Linked DNA regions of Mus musculus: regions 1 and 3 are each linked to region 2. The links are chromatin contacts, called in public HiChIP or PLAC-seq maps. All regions are on one chromosome and are shown on one strand. The core of a region is the stretch at or near the end of the contact, and the rest is flanking DNA. Distances in the headings are between cores, read along the strand shown.

Region 1 (3,782 bases), core at 622-3,121, 260 kb before region 2:
GCAATTGGTGAGATTAATTCCCTTCCAGATGCTCAGACCCCCTTAGGGAAGCACTGGTTCTTCTCAAACTTTGGTGGCAAATGCATCCTATAATTGTTGTCCTGGTCCCAGGTGACTCATCTCCCCAGCATCAATTTCTTCCTTGCTGTGGTTGGGCTGAGATTTCATCTGTGTTGGGGGCCTGATCCCTGGAATGGCAGAACTGAGAGCTAGGAGAGCCTCCAAGAGATGAGGCCTAGTGGGAACAACTTAGGTGGTTAGAGATGTGCCCCCCCAAGAGTCATCCCCAAGGAAGGTCTATTAGAGGAGCAATCTGACCCCTACATTTCTCCCTTGCTTTCTTTATTAAGATGTAATTCCTTGCTCTGGAATACACTCTTGTCATTTCCATCCTCACCAGAGCTGAACAACACTAGAACCTCAGACCTTCGAAACTGTTTGTCATAAAAATAGCCTTGTTTATTTCATTATGGTAACAAAAAATCCTAATACACACTTGATCTACTTCCAGGTATGGTATGGCTGTCACAACATACTGATGCTCGTCTGTAGTATGTCAATGATAGTCATACATCAGCCTTCATCTGTTCCACTCCACTCCCCCACTCCCATTACAGTGCAGACATATACCTGTCACAAACATACTCAAGAATGATACAGTCCCTCGTTTGAGCCCTGAGCTCTATCCTACACATGGAATTTCTTGAAGTACAGATAAAGAGGGGCCTGTGGAGCGTCAACCACTGTGATAGCTCATTGGATAGGTCAACTCTATACCTCACATGACATAAGAATCCATGAAAAACTCCGCATAGGTACCAAAGACCAGCCATGCCATTGGGCCAGATCAATGTATATTATTGAATTCCTTAGCTTACACAGTATAATGTGCATACATTCAACAATTATAACAGAGAGAGAAAGAGAGAAAAAGAGAGGGAGAGGGAAAAGAGGAAGGAGGAAGAGAGATGGAAAGAAGGGGAAAGACTTCATCAGATTCAATTTGAGCATCTAAACATGGGCTCTGGAGAAGGCAAAGGGCGGGGACCAGCATGAAGCTATGATCTCCCATTGAACTATTTGGTGAGCTATAAACTCTGCCTGTCCATTTGAGGCAGACTGGGCTTGATCTGAGTATCCAGCACAGGAAAGGTGAGAGCCAGCCCCTGCCTATGAGACTGTCTCACAGTCATGTGAATGGCCTTGCTTAAGGCTACACAGTAATGGGAGTAGGTGGGGTTGGGGGTAGTGGATTGGAGCATCAGTGTGTTATATAGCTTCTCCGGGCCAGAGACACTGCTGTGCCTCTATGTTTCATCTAGAACTGAATTCTGAGTCAGGTTTACACTTGAGTAACTCACTTAAATCCTGGGAGCATTAAGAGATCTTCCAGGTTGGGACACATGACTACACTATAAGGATGTTTTATTTGGTGTGTTTGTTGTTGTAGGAGTAGTTTGTTGCTGTTGTTTGTTTGCTTGCTTGCTTACTTGCTTTCTCTCCTAAGTGAAGTTCAGATCACAGAAGTGACTTGCTCAAGACCACAAAGATATCAGAGGCATGAGTCTTTTGATGCTTAATTCACAAAAGCTTCCTCCTTTGAAACTCCAAATCGTGGCCATTATCTGGTCTGAGACTCAACATGGAGCCAGGGCAGGAGAGGGATCCAGCAGTAGTCAGACTTAACCGCATCAGGCACAGCGCCCATGTTCCTCCAGGTCGCCCTTTTGGGAGGCAGTGATGTCTAAGTGCTCACTCAGTCCATGGCTGAGAACATAGAATCAGAAGGCAGCTGACGTACACACGGTCTGGACTACCCATGTGAGGCTGAGAGAGAAGTGAAAGCTCTGGGCATCTGTTCCCTGTCTGTACAATGTGACCAGAGCAGGCAGCTGCTTCATCCAGTTCCTTTGAGCTAGGCTAATCAGTGTAACCCACTAGAACTCTGCGTGGCACAGCTGTAAGTATTCAGCTTAGTATTGTTGCTACTGCCAGCTGTTCTTTGTTTGTGTGATCACCTTATTCATATGTTAGAAGGTTTTAAAAGATAGGAAGAGGAGGAGGGCTTGACTTGAGTAGCTGAAAAGAAGAGAAGAGGGGGGAGGGAGAGAAGGAAGCAGCAGAAGAAAGGGGAAAGGAGGAGGAGGAAAGATGGAGGGAGAAGGAGAGAAAGAAAGGCTCAATTAATTATGAAGAGATGGCAAGCTAACAGCAGTTGTTGCAGGCCCTAGACACCACCACCACCACCACCACCACCACCACCACCACCACCACCCCCAGTCACATGCTGTTGCCCCTATAAAGCTAAGCCAGGCATTCGAACTGGGCTTCCTCAGAAACAGTTGCTATGGCTGAGGAGCACAGACAACCTGGTTTCTCTCTTCCTCCAGGCTTTGATCTTATCCACCCATCACACAGGCCCCAGTGCAGTCTGATCACAATACAAAGCACCGATGAAGCCACTGTGTAACCAGGCCGCCAGCAGCTCCATGCTGCCTCAGACGTACGGCACACAGGCATCTGCTTCTTGGCCTGGCTCTCAGGGTCCAGGGTAAAGTTTCTCATATTTAAAGCTTCCTCCAGGCTTCCTCCCAAGAAGAACCTAGATGCTAACCCATTATGGTCCTCTTGCTCTCTTGTTCCTCCTCACAGGATCCAATCAGCTCTTTTCCCCAGGGAGCTGCTGGTGCCTGACTTTGTTTATTTGTTCCCCCCAAAGGTGGAGCATATGAGGAAGGAAACTGAAGTGGCCCTTGTTGTGGTAGAGAATTGGCTTTGATGAGGAAACAGAGGGGCTGGGAGGCTGAGAATATGTCCCTTGCATGTGCACAACACCCTCTCTAGAGAGAGGATTGCAAGAGGCTTGTTGAAGAAGTATTGTTAGATTTGGATTAGTTAGGTGTCCCAGCTATTATAATATGCAAATACTCAATCCTCAGTGACTTAATACAGTAGATGTTTATTTCTCTGTCTTGCAAAATGCAGTCTGGGGATGTCCTCAGGCAATCAAGCTGGCAGAGGCACAGCCTTCTTCAACAAGCAGCTTCCAGAATCAGTGGGAGTGTAGGTCCCCAGCCTCAGAGAGAGAGGAGCAGGCAATCAAAGAGGAGCAGAGACTCCTCAAGTCAGTCTTAGGAATGGTGTGTATCACTTATCACTTTGGTCCATATTACATTAGCTGGAACTCAACCCTGGGGCTTCTCTGCCCTCAGAGAACTTGGATAATATAGCTCATGTTGGAGTACCCTTTCTAGCAACTGCACAACACAGGCAAGGGGCATGACTATGGTAGAACCAGCCAACTATTGCCAGCTCCCAATAAGAGACTTTGTAGAATGAGATTCATTAACAGGATCCCAGCTCTTCCTGAAGTGGAAGATAGGGAGAGACAAGACCTAAGGAAGAGTGGGGCATGAAGCAGTCTAGGGAGTGTGGAAAACAGGCTCACGGGAGTGCCCAGGCCACACTCAGCTGAGCTTCAGGACAGCAGCACCTGCATACAAGACAGAATGAGTGGCTACTGACCCATAGCCAGCGTACAAGCATGGCAGACTGGCATGGAGCTGGAAGGGTGATATCAGAGCCATTGAACCAAGGTGCCTGAAAGGGGTTGGCACAAGAGCCCTTTTAATGCTTTGTTTGAGCAGAACAACGGAAACTTAGGTCTGTCCCAGGGATGATGAGGAGGTCGTGAGCAATGGGAGAAACAATCCTCACATTTCTATTTGTCCAAAAAAAAAGTTAGGAGTACTGACTGGAACATGCTGAGTCCCCAAAGAATG
Region 2 (3,351 bases), core at 177-2,676:
TCTGAGGGCTGGAGAGATGACTCAGCAGGTAAGACTGCTCTTCCAGGGGTCCTGAGTTCAATTCCCAGCAACCACATGATGGTTCACAACCATCTGTAATGAGATCTGATGTCCTCTTCTGGTGTGTCTAAAGAGAGCAGGATGTGTACTCATATACAAAAAAGTACACAAATCTCTAAGAGAGAGAGAGAGAGAGAGAGAGAGAGAGTCTGAGGTAGCCCAGGCTGGCCTCAAACTGGCTACGTAGTGGAAAACAACTTTGAAATGAACTTTTGGATGGGCTGAGAGTACAGACATGCACCACCTTATACCTGATTTACATAGCTTTCTGCTTGCTAGGCAAGCATCTAACAGCTAAACTCCCGCTTTGGGAAGTCGAGTTTAAAGAGTATACTGAGACAACTGGGACCTCACACACCCCAGGGCGTTACTCCATTGAGCCAGAGCCCACATCCGTCTCTTTAAGGCTGAAAGTTTGGCAAATATTGTTTAATATAGCCCCTCATTCTGTTTAATCTATCACTGATACAGTTATCAAGTAACTGGGTCTGTTAAATGAGCAATTAAAAAAAAAAACAAAAACCTTAGAAATGTAAGGGGATTGAACTCTGACCGGGAGAGCAGATGTAATTCTAGGTTCCAGGGTGGAGAAGGAAATACTTCCCACCTGGAATCCTGATCCTATTAAGTTAGGATTTCTTTTCAAGTAACCTTGAGAAGAGAACTGGCTGCAATCGGCTACAAAACAATGAAAAGGACTCAGGTCCTGTGGATGACCCAGGGAAACAGCCACTGGGAGGGAAAAGGTGGACAAATATTTATTTTAACATGAAGACTAGGAAGATTCTGAGAGTAGAAGAGGGCACTTAAAAAAAAATCTCTGTGTGTGTATGTTGAGTGCAATGCTGGCATGTATGTATAGGTGTCGTTTGCATGCCCAACTCTCAAGAAAGCCAGATGGGCACCAGCTCCCCTGGAACTGGAGTTACAAGTGGTTTGTTTCATGCTGTTTGAGCTAGGGTCCTCGAAAGAGCAGCAAGTGCTTTTTAACTGATGAGCCATCTCTACAGTAGGAGGGCAATCACGCCAGACTAGCAGGTTTATAAGCTACTAGGTTTATATTTACTTTATAAGAGAATGCTCGCTTGGAGAAAACTGTCACTTTAAGATCTGTTCCAACAGTCTCTACTAAATTACTGTTGCCCACAACAGCAACAGTGGGGGACTTGGGAGGCAGAACCTGGCAGATCTTGAAGATTCAGGCCAGCCAGGGATACGCAGAGATACCATCACAAACCAGCAACAGCGGAGCTAGTATATGCTCTGGATAGCTACTTTCTACTATCTGGGCATATGCACAGAAGCACCGTGAAAGAGGAAGCGCCTCTTTTAGCTTAGTGAGGAAAATGCTTAAACAGCAACAGGACACAGTAAGGACTCAGCCAGGCTTGGTGGCACAATGTAGGATCCAGATCAAGACTTCAAGCCCAGCCCGGGATGAGTCCCAAACTGGAAATTCTAGGGAGCTGAGCATGAAGTGTAAACATGGAGGTTTGGAACCCAGGTTCAGTGGTCCACAAATGTCTTGGTTGTCCTGAAGCCTGAGAACCTAGGCTGGACAACTCAGGGAAAACCAGGATAAAACAGAGAACTCCACGGAACCTAGTGTTTGGTTAATTAAAATCTAGGACAAGCCAATGCCCCAAGTGTAACGGCCTTCAGCGGCTTCAATAGGCGAGCAAACCTACTGTGTAGATAGCTCCCAGCAGCTGGACCGAGGAAGAACTCAAGAACAGGGGCAGCTAATACACTGTACCACGCTGTATTAAATATCCTGATAAGCCAGGACTGTCAGTGTTCGATAAACCAAGCCCTGGCACCGGAAGTGAAACAGAGGTTCCCATTTGCCAGGAAATTCTAGCAGCCTAGTCACCCAGAGCTGAGGGCAGCCGTGAAAGTGGCCAGGCCCAACGCAAGACCTTAAAGTATCTGTGTCTTATTTTGTGTCACTTGATAGCATGATCCTTGAGTCTGAACTGTTAGACAACACTGCTTTCAAAATGTAAGACCTAACATGAAACTGGGAATTGCCTACTCTGGAGCAAGAACTTTCAAGTTAAAGGCCGGACACTAGGACCCCGTCTCAAAATATCTCGTCAACGTGACTTCATCTTAAAAGCATAAGTACAGATAAGCACATTTTGTCCGTAAACAAGAACCACCCCCCTTCCCTTTCTTTTGATAGAGAAAGAAGGAATGAAATAGCACTTAATTTTTGAGGTTTTTTTTTTTTTTTTGGGAACCACAAAGAAACAAGTCAGAGGAAATCTTATAAATGTTAGGTTGATTTATAAGCGCTGCCTGGCAGTTACAGTCTGTTTACAGTGAGTTATCTAACCGAACATACTATACATGGCAATTAGAAGTCATCATGGCAAGAGAGAAACCACAGTTGGCCCGCTGCCGACACAAACAACCAGAAAACTGAAGGGCAACAGGCTGGGATGGAGGTGGGGGTGTGTTTACTATAAAAGAAAAAAAAAAAGACTATTGGCTTTTTCAGAAGGAAAGTAACAGTCTGCTGGCAGAGGTGACACTAGGAGACAAGTGTTTTAACTCTAGGCCTGTCCTTAATTCCCCTAAGAGCCAAGTGGAGGGAGACATTGAAACAAACAGGCAATTCTGTAAAGTTAGAAACCCTACAAATCTGATTAAAATCTAAACTTGTTTTGCTTTTAAAAAACTTAATATATCAAAAGGCCCGCTTTAGTGACATGCTAATCCCACCAAAAAAATAACCCCAGTAAACCCCCACCCACCCACCCATCAGTAACAGTGTTCAAGTTGACCAGCCAACTCATACTTCTAACTCGTGTGTGGAGTAAGTATACGCATCCCCTAAACCTAAGCCTGGGGACAGGTGGTGGCAAGCAGTGGCATCCCACTGGCTACCTGTCCAACATCTGCTCCTGCAGAGTGGGCAGGGAAACCCTAAGCAGTAATGAAGCTGAGACCCCAAGATAACCAACTTTCCCGGTACTGCATCCTCACCCCTACCTCAAGGGAGCCTCACTTCTAAGCCAAGCCCCTCATCACTCAAACTTGGCACCCAGTGAATAGGATGGTTCTCTCAATTAGAAAGACATACATCCACACATCCATATATATATAACTTTTTTGTTTTTAACATTTAAATATAAAAATACTACTCTGCTTTGTGTTATGAACGGAGGACCAAGAAATGCCAACTTTTTTCTTCCTTCACAGTAGGGCCATCCATCAGGTGACGCGGTGAGCTGTGTTCACACAGAGGGGGACGGATGCCCCCTCCCCCAAGCCAAGGAAGCACAG
Region 3 (3,434 bases), core at 176-2,675, 410 kb after region 2:
GTGCCTGATAAGTCTGGGTGTGTAAGCTTAGACTTATCTATCTTCAATAGTACATTCTTTTCTCAGGGACTTTTTTAGGTGAATTTGAACCCATCTTTATTTTAGGAAGTAGAATCCCACACCAATCAAATATTGATTATGAACCTAAACTTTTTTGTTATAAAGGAGTCACAAGCTCTAAGTCATTCATTTTGTAAAATTATTATAGAGAAATCTCTACTTATACAGATGCAATGGAACCAAGTGAAAATTGTAATAGTAATTACAATTATTAATTAATTACATTAATTAATATAATTCATATCACTATATTAATTGCTACATTGGTTATATTATTGCTGAATAAATTTCACCTGCCTTTTGGGAGCACTTATTGTCTTAATCTTGTTTCAAAGGTTTATAATTTGAGTATTGTCTTAGTTAGGGTTTTATTGCCACAAAGAGAAACCGTGACCACAGCAACTCTTACAAAGAAAAGCATTTAGTTGAGATTGGCTTACAGTTCAGAGATTTAGCGCATTATTGTCATGGCAGGAATCATGGCGGCATCCAGGCAGACATGGGACCGGAGAAAGAGCTGAGATTTCTACATTTGGATCCGCAGACAACAGAAAGAGACAGTGAGTCACCAGGCCTGGCTTGCACTCCTGAGACCTGCTTGTGGGTCAGGCTGTGAACTCTCAGCTGTTGCTGCTGCCACACTTTTACCCAGCTATCAGGGACTCTTAACTCTAAAACCATAAGCCCAAGTAAACATTTTTCCTGTAGAAGTTGCTCCAGTCATGGTATTTTGTCACAGGAACATAAAGTAATTAAGACAGTATTGGCCAGGTGTGGTGGCGCATGCCTTTAATCCCAGCACTCGGGAGGCAGGGGCAGGTCAATTTTTTAGTTCGAGGCCGGCTTGGTCTACAGAGTGAGTTCCAGGACAGCCAGGGCTATACAGAGAAACCCTGTCTCGAAAAACAAACAAACAAACAAACAAAAAAAACAACAACAACAAAAAAAGACAGTATTTGAGTCGCGTCTTTCTAGATCCTCTAAAATAGGACTCTGCCAAATTGAGAGGGGTTCATTGACAGTGGAGTCTCCTGGACTGGTGCTGAGTCAGATGTCTTCCTTTTAGGAACTTCCCTCTGCACACCAGGAGCCTCTTCTGGCCACACTAAGCCTTGCAGTCTGTGGGCTGAGCAGGTTTTCCTCACACTCCTAGAAACTCCCCAGTTTATACAACCCCCACCCCATCCTGTCTAGCCGGGGTGGGTGGGGGGAGGGCAGTGGTCTTCTGGGAACTAAGTGCAGGCCTGAGATCTGTACAGAAGGAACAGCCTCTGCTTGCAAACCCAGCTCAGCATTAACCCTGCTGGAGGGGGGTAGTTAGGGAAGTCAGACATTCAAGAATTCTTATTTCAACATCCATGATCTTTGCCCTGTCGAGGATTAGATTCTCAGCTGGCTGACTTCAGGCTCAGGGCTCTTACTGCAAGGTTGCTCTGAGTCACCTGCTCAGCTGCTGGCCACAAGGAGTGGGCCCTACCACCGTGGGTAGCCTTTACTACCAGAGCCAAGCTGTCCCCTGAGCTTCATCTGTCCACATCTGGTCTTTGCGTTCTGCCTCCTGCAGCTGTCGTCCTTCCTCTGCAAGCCTGGCAGCTTGACCAGAGGCTCTAGCTCTTGGGAGAGTCCCTTGAATCAGGCCCCTAGGGCTGCTCAGTCCTACTTCCTTCTCAAGATGGAATCTTGCCATGGCCCTCTGAATCCTGGTCTTTGACAAAATGAACTTCTCTGCTTCGGCAAAGAGGTGAAGAAGTCACTATCTCACCAAAGTCCCAATTAGACTTAACTAAAAAACAAAACAAAAAACCAAACCAAACCAAAAAAACTTACACTGCCAAAAATAGGACTGGTTTTTTGTTTGTTTGTTTGTTTTGTTTTGTTTTGTTTTGTTTTTCAAGACAGGGTTTCTCTGTATAGCCCTGGCTGTCCTGGAACTCACTTTGTAGACCAGGCTGCCTCTGCCTCCCGAGTGCTGGGACTAAAGGCGTGCGCCACCATACCCGGCTCAAAAATAGGACTCTTCAACAAGGTATCTTGCCTTACTTTTTGTTTGAATCTTTAAATTCCATTTGTTTGTTTGTTTGTTTAGTGTATGCGGGAATTGGAGAACAGCTTGGAGTCGTTGGTTCTCTCCTAATGTACAGGTTCTGGAAATCCAACTCGGGTTGTCAGGCTTTGTGGCAGGCACTGTAAACTCCAGATCATTTCACCTACCCGTCTTAGTTACTTTTATATGGTCGTGATAAGACATGGTGGCCGGGCTGGTGAGATGGCTCAGTGGGTAAGAGTACCCGACTGCTCTTCCAAAGGTCCAGTGTTCAAGTCCCAGCAACCACATGGTGGCTTACAACCATCCGTAACAAGATCTGACGTCCTCTTCTGGTGTGTCTGAAGACAGCTACAGTGTACTTACATATAATAAATAAATAAATCTTTAAAAAAAAAGACATGGTGGCCAAGGCAACCTATCAAAGTAAGCTTTTAATTCAGGGCTCATGGGTCCAGAGGGTTAGAATCCAGGATCAGCAAGGCAGGGAGCAGATCGCGGCAGCAGGCTGGCAAGGAAGTGTGGCACCGGAACTGAGAGCTTACATCTGTTCCATAAGTGTGAGACATCAAGAGAACTAGGAATGGCTTGGGCTTTTGAAACTTCAAAAGTCACCCCTAGTGACATACTTCTTCCAGTACAGTCACTTCAAATACTTCTGTCTTAGGGTTCTGGCAACTCCTTTTTTTTTTTTTTTTTTTTTTTTTTTTGGTTTTTTTCGAGACAGGGTTTCTCTTTATAGCCCTGGCTGTCCTGGAACTCACTTTGTAGACCAGGCTGGCCTCGAACTCAGAAATCAGCCTGCCTCTGCCTCCCTAGTGCTGGGATTAAAGGCGTGTGCCACCATGCCCAGGCCAAAGTACAGGCATACTTGCAGGCATGATGCTGTACACATAATAAATAAATCTTAAAAACAAAACAAGAAGGCCAGTTTTTGTAGCATCCCCTCCCCAGCCTGAAACCTGTTTGCTCAGGTTTCACTGTTTGCATGGGGTGGAGCTTGCCGCTCAATCGTTCTGTCACGCCCACTGCTGGAGCTTGCCACCTTGCTGTTCCAGAGCCATACACTTGGTCGCTCTACAGCTGGACTCCAGGATTATTTGGCCCGGATCGGCCCCTCCCCCTCCTTCATAACTGAGTGTCGGAATAGTAAAATTGAGCTTTGATCAGAATGACTGTCTTAGCTATATCTTTCTCTCGCTCGCCTAGCTTCCTCTTCTCTTCCAAGTTTCCAAGATGCCTTTCCAGACTAGAACCCAGACATGTGAGCTGCTGGCCAGACACAACTTTTTGTTGTTGTTGTTGTTGTTGGTTTTTGGGGTTTTTTTGT

What was found. HiChIP or PLAC-seq counts read pairs in DNA pulled down with a chosen protein or histone mark.
Region 1: an H3K27ac HiChIP or PLAC-seq map of microglia shows a contact between it and region 2, with 6 times the contacts expected there. The contact joins two enhancer-like sites. A contact is called at or near these places in 6 of 39 promoter capture datasets (the HPC-7 cell line, cranial neural crest, embryonic stem cells and 2 more), 4 of 484 Hi-C or Micro-C datasets (embryonic fibroblasts, female germline stem cells, ganglionic eminence and 1 more), 37 of 115 datasets of contacts at active chromatin or transcription factors (the HPC-7 cell line, the NIH/3T3 cell line, SST interneurons and 24 more) and 3 of 9 other capture datasets (adipose tissue, liver and pancreatic islet).
Region 3: an H3K27ac HiChIP or PLAC-seq map of microglia shows a contact between it and region 2, with 8 times the contacts expected there. The contact joins two enhancer-like sites. A contact is called at or near these places in 1 of 484 Hi-C or Micro-C datasets (CD4 T cells) and 1 of 115 datasets of contacts at active chromatin or transcription factors (microglia).

Annotation. Positions count from the first base shown.
Region 1 is chr1:154,173,595-154,177,376 of GRCm38.p6, reverse strand. No RefSeq gene overlaps it. Among named protein-coding and RNA genes, the nearest start is that of Zfp648, 26 kb to the left of the region's middle. Within about 2 kb of position 1,871, at least 36 of the 459 cell types and tissues checked have an H3K27ac peak or open chromatin away from gene starts, as enhancers often do. A contact at or near this core is called in microglia, where this site is marked.
Region 2 is chr1:153,908,641-153,911,991 of GRCm38.p6, reverse strand. Glul (glutamate-ammonia ligase (glutamine synthetase)) reads right to left here. Exons shown (of 7, transcript NM_008131.4): 7 at 2,269-3,351. Among named protein-coding and RNA genes, the nearest start is that of Glul, 10 kb to the right of the region's middle. Within about 2 kb of position 1,426, at least 44 of the 459 cell types and tissues checked have an H3K27ac peak or open chromatin away from gene starts, as enhancers often do. A contact at or near this core is called in microglia, where this site is marked.
Region 3 is chr1:153,499,947-153,503,380 of GRCm38.p6, reverse strand. Npl (N-acetylneuraminate pyruvate lyase) reads left to right here. Exons shown (of 12, transcript NM_028749.1): 12 at 1-365. The coding sequence ends at 8. Among named protein-coding and RNA genes, the nearest start is that of Dhx9, 14 kb to the right of the region's middle. Within about 2 kb of position 1,425, at least 69 of the 459 cell types and tissues checked have an H3K27ac peak or open chromatin away from gene starts, as enhancers often do. A contact at or near this core is called in microglia, where this site is marked.